Linked DNA regions of Mus musculus: regions 2 and 3 are each linked to region 1. Evidence: chromatin contacts called from public HiChIP or PLAC-seq and promoter capture Hi-C data. All regions are on one chromosome and are shown on one strand. Each heading gives the region's core, a stretch centred on a gene start, on an enhancer-like site or on the middle of the called end of the contact. The rest is flanking DNA. Distances are from core to core; before and after follow the strand shown. Region 1 holds the start of Omd (osteomodulin). Region 2 overlaps Ippk (inositol 1,3,4,5,6-pentakisphosphate 2-kinase). Region 3 holds the start of Bicd2 (BICD cargo adaptor 2).

Evidence for each region. Promoter capture Hi-C pulls out the DNA fragments that hold promoters and counts their contacts. HiChIP or PLAC-seq counts read pairs in DNA pulled down with a chosen protein or histone mark.
Region 2: an H3K27ac HiChIP or PLAC-seq map of heart atrium shows a contact between it and region 1, with 11 read pairs. The contact joins the enhancer-like site here to the promoter of Omd in region 1. A contact is called at or near these places in 15 of 39 promoter capture datasets (the 3T3-L1 cell line, the C10 cell line, the HPC-7 cell line and 7 more), 10 of 484 Hi-C or Micro-C datasets (Th17 cells, bone marrow-derived DN3 thymocytes, cerebral cortex and 6 more), 5 of 115 datasets of contacts at active chromatin or transcription factors (embryonic fibroblasts, embryonic stem cells, heart atrium and 2 more) and 4 of 9 other capture datasets (adipose tissue, liver, macrophages and 1 more).
Region 3: a contact with region 1 is called in a promoter capture Hi-C map of hippocampal neurons, with 2.7 times the contacts expected there. The contact joins the promoter of Bicd2 here to the promoter of Omd in region 1. A contact is called at or near these places in 9 of 39 promoter capture datasets (the 3T3-L1 cell line, the C10 cell line, the SN4741 cell line and 4 more), 1 of 484 Hi-C or Micro-C datasets (the G1E-ER4 cell line) and 1 of 9 other capture datasets (adipose tissue).

What each region holds. Positions count from the first base shown.
Region 1 is chr13:49,581,135-49,583,834 of GRCm38.p6, forward strand. Omd (osteomodulin) reads left to right here and starts at 1,328. Exons shown (of 3, transcript NM_001360708.1): 1 at 1,328-1,679. The region is part of intron 5 of Cenpp (centromere protein P); the gene reads right to left.
Region 2 is chr13:49,448,330-49,451,126 of GRCm38.p6, forward strand. It overlaps Ippk (inositol 1,3,4,5,6-pentakisphosphate 2-kinase), which reads left to right. Exons shown (of 13, transcript NM_199056.4): 10 at 908-1,058; 11 at 1,652-1,754. Among named protein-coding and RNA genes, the nearest start is that of Ippk, 28 kb to the left of the region's middle. Within about 2 kb of position 1,327, at least 60 of the 459 cell types and tissues checked have an H3K27ac peak or open chromatin away from gene starts, as enhancers often do. A contact at or near this core is called in adipose tissue, cerebral cortex, forebrain and 1 more, where this site is marked.
Region 3 is chr13:49,340,197-49,342,896 of GRCm38.p6, forward strand. It overlaps Bicd2 (BICD cargo adaptor 2), which reads left to right and starts at 1,353. Exons shown (of 7, transcript NM_001039179.2): 1 at 1,353-1,714. The coding sequence starts at 1,475.

The DNA.
Region 1 (2,700 bases), core at 78-2,577:
CTCGCCTATCCTCTTTCATTTTCAGTCACTGCCAAATGCAACATCATATACACTGCTAGCCTCCTTTAAATTTTCTAGAAACACTTTTGTTTGGGGAACAGGGGTTCTTTGTGTAGGTCTGGTCATCCTGATGACCAGGCTGTTCTGGAACTCAAAGATCTGCTTGCCTCTACTATCCAAGTGCTGGGATTAAAGGTGTGCATCACCACTTCTGGTTCTAGACTTTCAAAAAATGTGCTCTAGTATTAGTGATATATTTTCCTACCTAATCTAGAAACAAGAACAACAGAATCACTATTTTAAGACCACAACATACAATTAATAAAGAATTATATTTAAAAATTAAGTGGCTGATTTTAACTTAATCTTTTAAAAGAACTATAAGGGGACTAAAACAATGCTTGAGAAAAACATACAGATTTGTTCTTCTCCCGAGTGTGAAAGCCTGAGGTTTAAGAACAAAGACAGTAATAGGAAACATATGGAAAAGATCGGTAACTAAATGGAATCTTGGCCCAAGTGCGGTCTGCCACATTTCACATACCAATGTCTCGAGTAATAGACTAGATGTTTACAATGTTGCCAAAGCACCGTTGAAATACTATATACTTTTCTTAAATCTGAAACATTAAAATAAATCCTCTAGGTTACTTATAAAGTCTAATAGAAAACACTGTTTTGAAGAACCAAAACTTCTCAAGCTTGAAAGAATGTCTTTCCAAAAAACTCAACAGCTGATGCCAAGAGACACAGCTAACTCTGTTTAACTATGAAAACATTAGCACAAAAATGTAGCCTTGCAGTAAGCAGGCTTGCTAGCTGCAACTCTTAAGGAGGGCTCCTTCAGCAAATGAAGAAAGTTTCTAAATCCATACAATAAAAGGTAGAAGAAGTGACTGAGCAGCAGAGGCTTTTATTCGATCCCACTTAAAGACAAAGTGGACTATAAAATTATTTTGTGTACTGAGCCGAAAGGCAAGGCACTAGCATACATAGCTGAGGGAATTCATTTCTCTTTAAAAGTTATTAGTAGTCTTTATAAGTGGGAAAGCTGTGCCTTTAATCTGTGAAACCAATGCACTCTACTGCATTCTCAAAGTAAACTAGATGTGAAATGCTGTATGTTTCCACTTCTGATTCTTAGTCAAGAGTCAAAGGAAAGCACTGATGTGAATGCAAGCCTCTGTCAACCCAGGAACCGGATACAATTTTGAATTCCACCTTAAATTGCTGAGACACTGGGCTCCAGGTCACAGTGGACTTTAATCTGAAGAATTCTTTGGCATAAAAATGAAAATAAAAACAGTAATCAGTACATGTTGTTTCATTTAGTCTTGTTTGCCTTTCATATTAAGAGAAAATTCTTGCCACACCTCAAACCAAAATTAAGGAGAAAAGAAAGAAGTTAGCCACATAAATCTGACCAAGAGCACAAACATCTTACTTTGAATCCACAAAATTCTGTATAATGAAAAGAAGTACAAAATTTTAATTCAACCCAAGTGTTTTCCAAGCAGATTGTATTTACTTAAATTGCTCCAGTAATTCAAAGGACAGCCCTGTCTGCACACTGAGTTACTGTGGATTTTTAAGAAACTTCGCTAAAGAATTTAGGCATTTCTGATTCAGTTAAAGGATTGCCAATTCATCAGTCCCTGAAACTAGAGCAATCTCAACAGGTATGATGATAAAGTAATTTTCAACTCTTAAAGTATGTATTCTTACTGTTACAAAAGTGTCTTAGGGTTGCTAAATATTAAATTAGACTGCACTTATCATAAAAGCGCAATCGGGGAAGCAAAATCTGACTAAAAATTAAATTAAAATTTCGATTAAGCAAAATGTTTAAGCAAAAAGACCAGCAAGGTGAGTTTAAATTTCTGATTTAAAATGACTCAATAAGCAATATTTGTTTAGATTATTTTTAAAATAAAACTGGACAAAGGGAAAGAATCTTCGGTTAAAGGAATCAATTTCTCTTTAGTTTCTTGGGTTTGTTTTTCTGCTCTTAATTTTAAATGACAAAAAATTTGCTAAACAATTTTGCTAAAAAAAAATGCTTTGTTGTAATTTTTTCTACTGGGCAAATTTCTGATTTAGAATGTTTGTTTTCATTTGTATCATTCCCAAGACAGGAACATTTTGTCTGGTTATTAAAGGATTCTTAAGTTTAAGTTAATTACGATTTAAATGTATTGTGTATGTATGTATGTATGTATGTATGTATGTATGTATGTACGTATGTATGTATGCATGTATGTATTATTTTAACTGAGACACACTTTTTTTAAAGAGCAAAAGACTAAATTTAAAGTTGTCTTAGACAAGAATTAACAGGTACAGATGATCTTTATATCCTGGCTTCTATGGCCTATCAGTAAAACGGTTAAGAGCTTTAAAACAGTGACATGCTACAATGCTTTTACCTTTAAGTTTCCAGAACTAAGTAAATTATAACACTTTTATTAATTTGGATTAGGACCTACATTCATTTAAAAACATGAGTGTTTTTCTTCAAGTAAGAGAAATGTTATGATAAAGAAACTCTTATTGTGTTATTTGCAAAATTCATATTAATGGATAATTTCTTAAATTTTACATTGTTGCTTTGCTTTATTTTTTCTTCATCTCTCATATTTCTAATAGACAATATAAGTAAGAAATATCACATATTGTTATATAGAAATAAGTACAAAAGAT
Region 2 (2,797 bases), core at 77-2,576, 130 kb before region 1:
GTTCTCTTGAATTTAATGTGTTTAGCAAATTGTATCTTATATCTTGGGTATCCTAAGTTTCTGGGCTAATATCCACTTATCAGTGAGTACATATTGTGAGAGTTCCTTTGTGATTGGGTTACCTCACTCGTCTCCTGCTATCTTGACCCAGGGCATGTTATGTGGCTGCGAATGTCTAGCTGGAGTGCTGCTTGAGTATACATTGTTCCCTCTCCCGTTTTTGCCTTTAGTGGATTCTGAGAGATGGTCAGGGATGTCAGGCTCGGTTGAGAAGGCACTGTACACATCATTGTGAGTGCATGAGTGAAGGATGGAGCTTTGCTTCTTCATCTGTCCCAGAGGGGACGGATGGGACCTTGCCAAGGTCCTAACCACAGTCCATGGCTCTGTATGTTTAGCTTTTCCTGTGGCAGCCAGATCTTGCCCCTGTGTGGACTTAATGTTTTTTGACTCTGGAAACCCCAATTGGTCTATGAGGGTTTGAGAATGTCTGAATGGTTTTCTTGTAGTTCTGACCTTTATCTCATGTAGGATTACCGTTAATTTTAAATATAAAGTGACTTCTAGGGCATGTGATGGAGTTAAAGGGTATTCTGAGTTGGTGTTTGGACAGACCAGGGCCAAAGGGAGAGACGCTGTCTCTATCTTTTGTGTGTGTGTGTGTGTGTGTGTGTGTGTGTGTGTGTGTGTGTGTGTAGAGCCACTGGGTCCTGAGGGTGGTCTGAGGTCAGTCAGCCTTGCTCCTTTGTGAGGTGTGCAAATCTGCCTCAGTGCTAGGCTGGAGCCTGTAGGCCTCGTCGTGCTGCCCAGAGTGAGCTCTGCTGTCTGTGCAGGCCTGGGTCTCCCTCCACAGTCTTCAAGAGTTGATAATAAACCTGCTCTCGTTCTCCCCTGATGTTCTTGGTAGGAAAAAACACCTCAGAGCACTCGGGGTTACCGAAGGGCTGTCTTCTGTACAAAACCCTCCAGGTGCAGATGTTGGACCAGCTGGACATCGAAGGCCTCTACCCTCTGTACAAACGGGTTGAGCAATACCTGGAGGAGTTTCCTGAGGAGAGGTGAGGCTGGCACCAGAGGAAGCTATGAGGCTAGGCTAGGCTGGGATCAAGGTTGCCTGACTCCAGAACAAAACAGCTCCTAGAACCTGGCTCTAGGAGGTGCCTACAACCAGCTCTGTCCAGGAAGTCCCTTGTTTGGGTGTGCCAGGGTCTCTGAGATTCATGGTCACTAAGACACTAGAAATAAAGCATGTATGAATGCAACCATTCTGATATCCTATGTCAGGGCCTGGCCTGTAGAGGGCAGTGTTGTCCCACAGGCTGCTTCTGGAACACTGACATAGTGTAGCTCCTTAGCCGTCTCTGCCACGCTTAGGGCCTGCACTATCTCACGGGCAGGGTTCTTTTTGTACATCATTGGCCTTTTCTTGGTGAACAGCTTAAGCTGAGCCGCAGCCTCCTGCAGCCCTGGGTTTTGTGGAAGATCTTGATGTTGCAGAATCAGGCTTAATGAGAGAAAGCAGTAGATCTTTTCGGTGCCTTTCAAACAATGTGATTGTTGGGCTACGTTGTGTGATACAGAACATATTTGTGACTGAAAGTACTTAGAGCTTTGTCACCCTGCTGATTTGGTTTTGGTGCTTTTTCTTCAGGAAAACATTACAGATAGATGGGCCTTATGATGAAGTATTTTACCAGAAACTGCTTGATCTGTCCACTGAGGATGATGGGACAGTGGCCTTTGCATTAACAAAGGTGAGTAGACCCATTGAGAAGCCCCATGTCTTCCTGAGAGTTTCCCTACTCTCCCCTTCACAGCAGTGGCAGCCCAGAACTTAGATCTAAAGCAGAGAAGGCTGCACTGTTTCTTGGGGGGGGGGGGGGGGGGGCAGGTGACCATAATACAGGGCCCACGTGGAATTTCTCTTGGTCCTAACAGGCCAGACGCAGGCCTTGGTGCTTGGTGGCCCTGGGCCTCATCTTTTAGATCCTGTTGACTGTCTTCCTTGGCTGAAATAATTCCATTGGGAACATAAAAAAAAGTTCTGGTGCCTAGGAAGTGGCTCTGAGATGGGCTGCTGGGTAGTCAGGTTTTCATGTCAGATGTACCTAGAGAAATGAGGACCTGTGCTCGCCCTAGAACTGTACAAAGACGTTCACAGTGCTCTGTTGCTGAGGTAAGAACTATTGTAACCCCCGTGTTGTCAGCATGTGACTGTACTAGGTTAGAAATCACATTTGCAACTCCACCGCATTTGTTGCATGGATAGATCAGGGGAGTACTTCTGACCAACAGAACAGTTCTCAAAGGGTCCAGTGATGACTGTGTGTGCAGAGCACTCTTTGAAAATGACATGGATTGCTTGTTCCTAGGGTTTGGGAAGGGGAGATACTTGTGGAAGTTCAGAGTCTCCGTGGTAATGGCAAGCCATTATATGTGGACGTGGAGGATGTAACAGGACATGTCAGAGTCATGCTCATTTCCCATCATGATGCTACTGTGTAGTTTTGAGATGTTGCTGGGAACTGGACACAAAGCCTGAGAACGTGTTAGAATGTGGAGCGTGGCTCATTCATTCTCTTTCATTCTCTTTCTCTCTCTCCTACCTTTCTCCTTCCCTCTATTCCTGGTTTTTCAAGAAAGGGTTTCTCTGTATAGCCCTGGCTGTCCTGAAACTCACTCATTAGACCAGGCTGGCCTCGAACTGACAGAGATCCATCTGCCTCCTGAGCACTGGGATTAAAGGCGTGGGCCACCACTGCCTGACCATTCTCTTTTTAAAGTATTGTTTTAAAAA
Region 3 (2,700 bases), core at 103-2,602, 240 kb before region 1:
CTCTTTTGAGACAGGGTCTCTCTATTTAGTCGTGGCTGGCCTGGAACTTGACATGTAGATTAGGCTGGCCGTGAAATTCTTCTACCTCTACCTCCCAAGTGCTGAGATTAAAGGTGTGTTCCACCACACCAAGTTGATTTACTATGCAATTCTTGTGTTGATCCTAGATTTTCTTTTCGCGCGCGCGCGTGTGTGTGTGTGTGTGTGTGTGTGTGTGAAGTGGGTTCATGTTCCTGTGTGTGTGTGTGTGTGTGTGAAGTGGGTTCATGTTCCTGTGTGGGCACACAGGCCCCACATGCACTGGGAATCAGAGGACAAGATCCAGTTGTCAGTCTTTGTCTTCCATCTTGTTTGAGATTGGTTATCTCTGCTTTTCTTGTCTCCCCCTCTCTCCCGCCCCTGTCTTTCATACTCCAGCCTAGCTTCAGGGGATTCTCCAATTTCCACCTCCCATCTTTCCTCAGGGACATTGGGATGATAGACTGTGCTTTAGGTGGGCTCTAGGGGCGCAAATATAGGTCCTTGCTCTTACTGAGCAAGAGCTTTATCCTCTTAGCCATCTCTCCAGCTGACCTCTATGTTTGATGGTGGTCCGCAGCTGTAGGGTGTGGTGTTGCGGGGGTGTGTGCAGTGAGAAAGGGAACAACACGCTTGTTATATCCAAATCACCATGCAAGGAGGGAAGTTTTATTTAGAATTATAGTGAAGAGTACAGCTACGTCTCGCCGAAAACGGGGGACGGACAACATTTAAATACACCTTTGACATTATGCTCACGGAGGTGCCTTCATTTCCATGAAAGAAAATCCTAACGGACAATGGACAAGAGGAAGTAGTATCCGGGCCTGGGCTCCCCTGAGCCCCTAGCGTCAGGCTGTTGGCATCCTTTTGGCAGTGCCCGCGGCCCGCCACAAGTCATTCAAATTCCGCATAAAGCGCGCGCCACACAGTCTCACCAGCCATGCTCTGACGTTTCAGGACGCGAATCTTACTCGTGATATCCACAGCTCGGATCACCTTACTCCACAAAGGCTGGGAGCGGAAGGCTTGAGGTTCTCCGGGTGGCTGCCGGGTCCCTGGGCTGGGGTCGGTGGCACCCCTACTTTTGTCACGTCAGACGCGCCCGCCAATCAACGATTGGAGCCAGGCGGGTACAGAGCACAACGGGCAAAGCAGTGAGCGTAAAATAGGACTACATCTCCCACAATGCTAAGGGAGACGTAGCTTTGCGTCACGTTAGGCGCCTGCCCCCTTGAGATTTAGACCAATCACAAGCGCGGACCAGGTGGGCGCAAGGGACTACGGGTTGTGTAGTCCATGCTCAGTGGGACTGCAGCCCCCAGTGTTCCGCGCGCGTCAGGGAGGAGCAGTGCGGCGGCGCGGGCGGCCGTCGGGGCTGGGCGGCGGCAGCGGCGGCTAAGAGGGCCCGGCTTGTGGGAGCCAAGGTGGGAGCCGGCCTCGGCGCGCGGCCACCATGTCCGCGCCGTCGGAGGAGGAGGAGTATGCGCGTCTGGTGATGGAGGCGCAGCCGGAGTGGCTGCGCGCCGAGGTGAAGCGGCTGTCCCACGAGCTGGCCGAGACCACGCGTGAGAAGATCCAGGCGGCCGAGTATGGACTGGCGGTGCTGGAGGAGAAGCACCAGCTCAAGCTGCAGTTCGAGGAGCTCGAGGTGGACTATGAGGCCATCCGCAGCGAGATGGAGCAGCTCAAAGAGGTGAGTGGTCGGCTGCGACCCCTGCCTCGGGCGCTAAGGTCACCCTGCCCAGTGGTGGGAGGTACCAGGGGTGGGGCAGGAGACCTAGAGTTGCGGTCCCGGGCAGTGACGGTGAAGGGACCCTGTTCGGCCCTGTGTCCGGTTGCTGGGGTCCAGACTCCCTGCAGCCCCACTCACCCGCTAGTTTTCTTTGCAGGCCTTGTTGGCCTTTTCGTTGAGGACTGATGTCCTGCTATGGTTATTGCTGCCTAGGGTGTGTCTGTGTGGTTGGTGGGGAGCAGATGATGCCCTTACAACTGAGGCTGTCCGTGCAAGTGACCCCAGGGAAAAGCTGGACCTGGGGTTGGTTGACCACAGTTTGTCACCTTCAAGCAAATCACTTCCCCCCCATTTTGGAGCAGCTGCTTTCTGTGCTATTCATCAGGTTTCGTGACCGCCTGAGGCTGGGAAGGGATGGATACAGGGCTGAGTGAGTCGCAGCCCCTGGTTGCCTATGGCCCTTGACAGGCCGGCTTTCCCGATATCCATCGCTCAACCAGCTGCTTTTTCCCCATCTCATTAATGGTGCTCCCACTACTGGGATGCATGGCTTCCATCGACCGCTTCCTGTCTTGCTCTGCCTCCTAGGGCCTGCCTGTCACCGTGGAGTCTGTGTTCTTCTGTTGGAAACATGGTACTTTGTGTCATCCCACTGTAGGAAGAGAGGTTAGACTCCCAGGCTGGCCAAGAGCTTGGGGAGGGGCAGTAGGAGGGACCTGGGTAAGCTTTCTGGGATGATTTAAGTATTAGTAACTCTCCCATCTTCTTGACTCCCCAGCCTTGTTCTGGAGACTGGGGGAAATGCTTTATGGGAGAAGGACACACTTGAGTTTGGACCAACCCCTTCTTATTGCTTGTGATGGGTGAGCCTTGGGTGAGCCATGGGTAAGCTCTCCTCAAACCTTAGCTTCCAGCTCTGCAAAGTAGGAATACAGCTTTGCCAATCC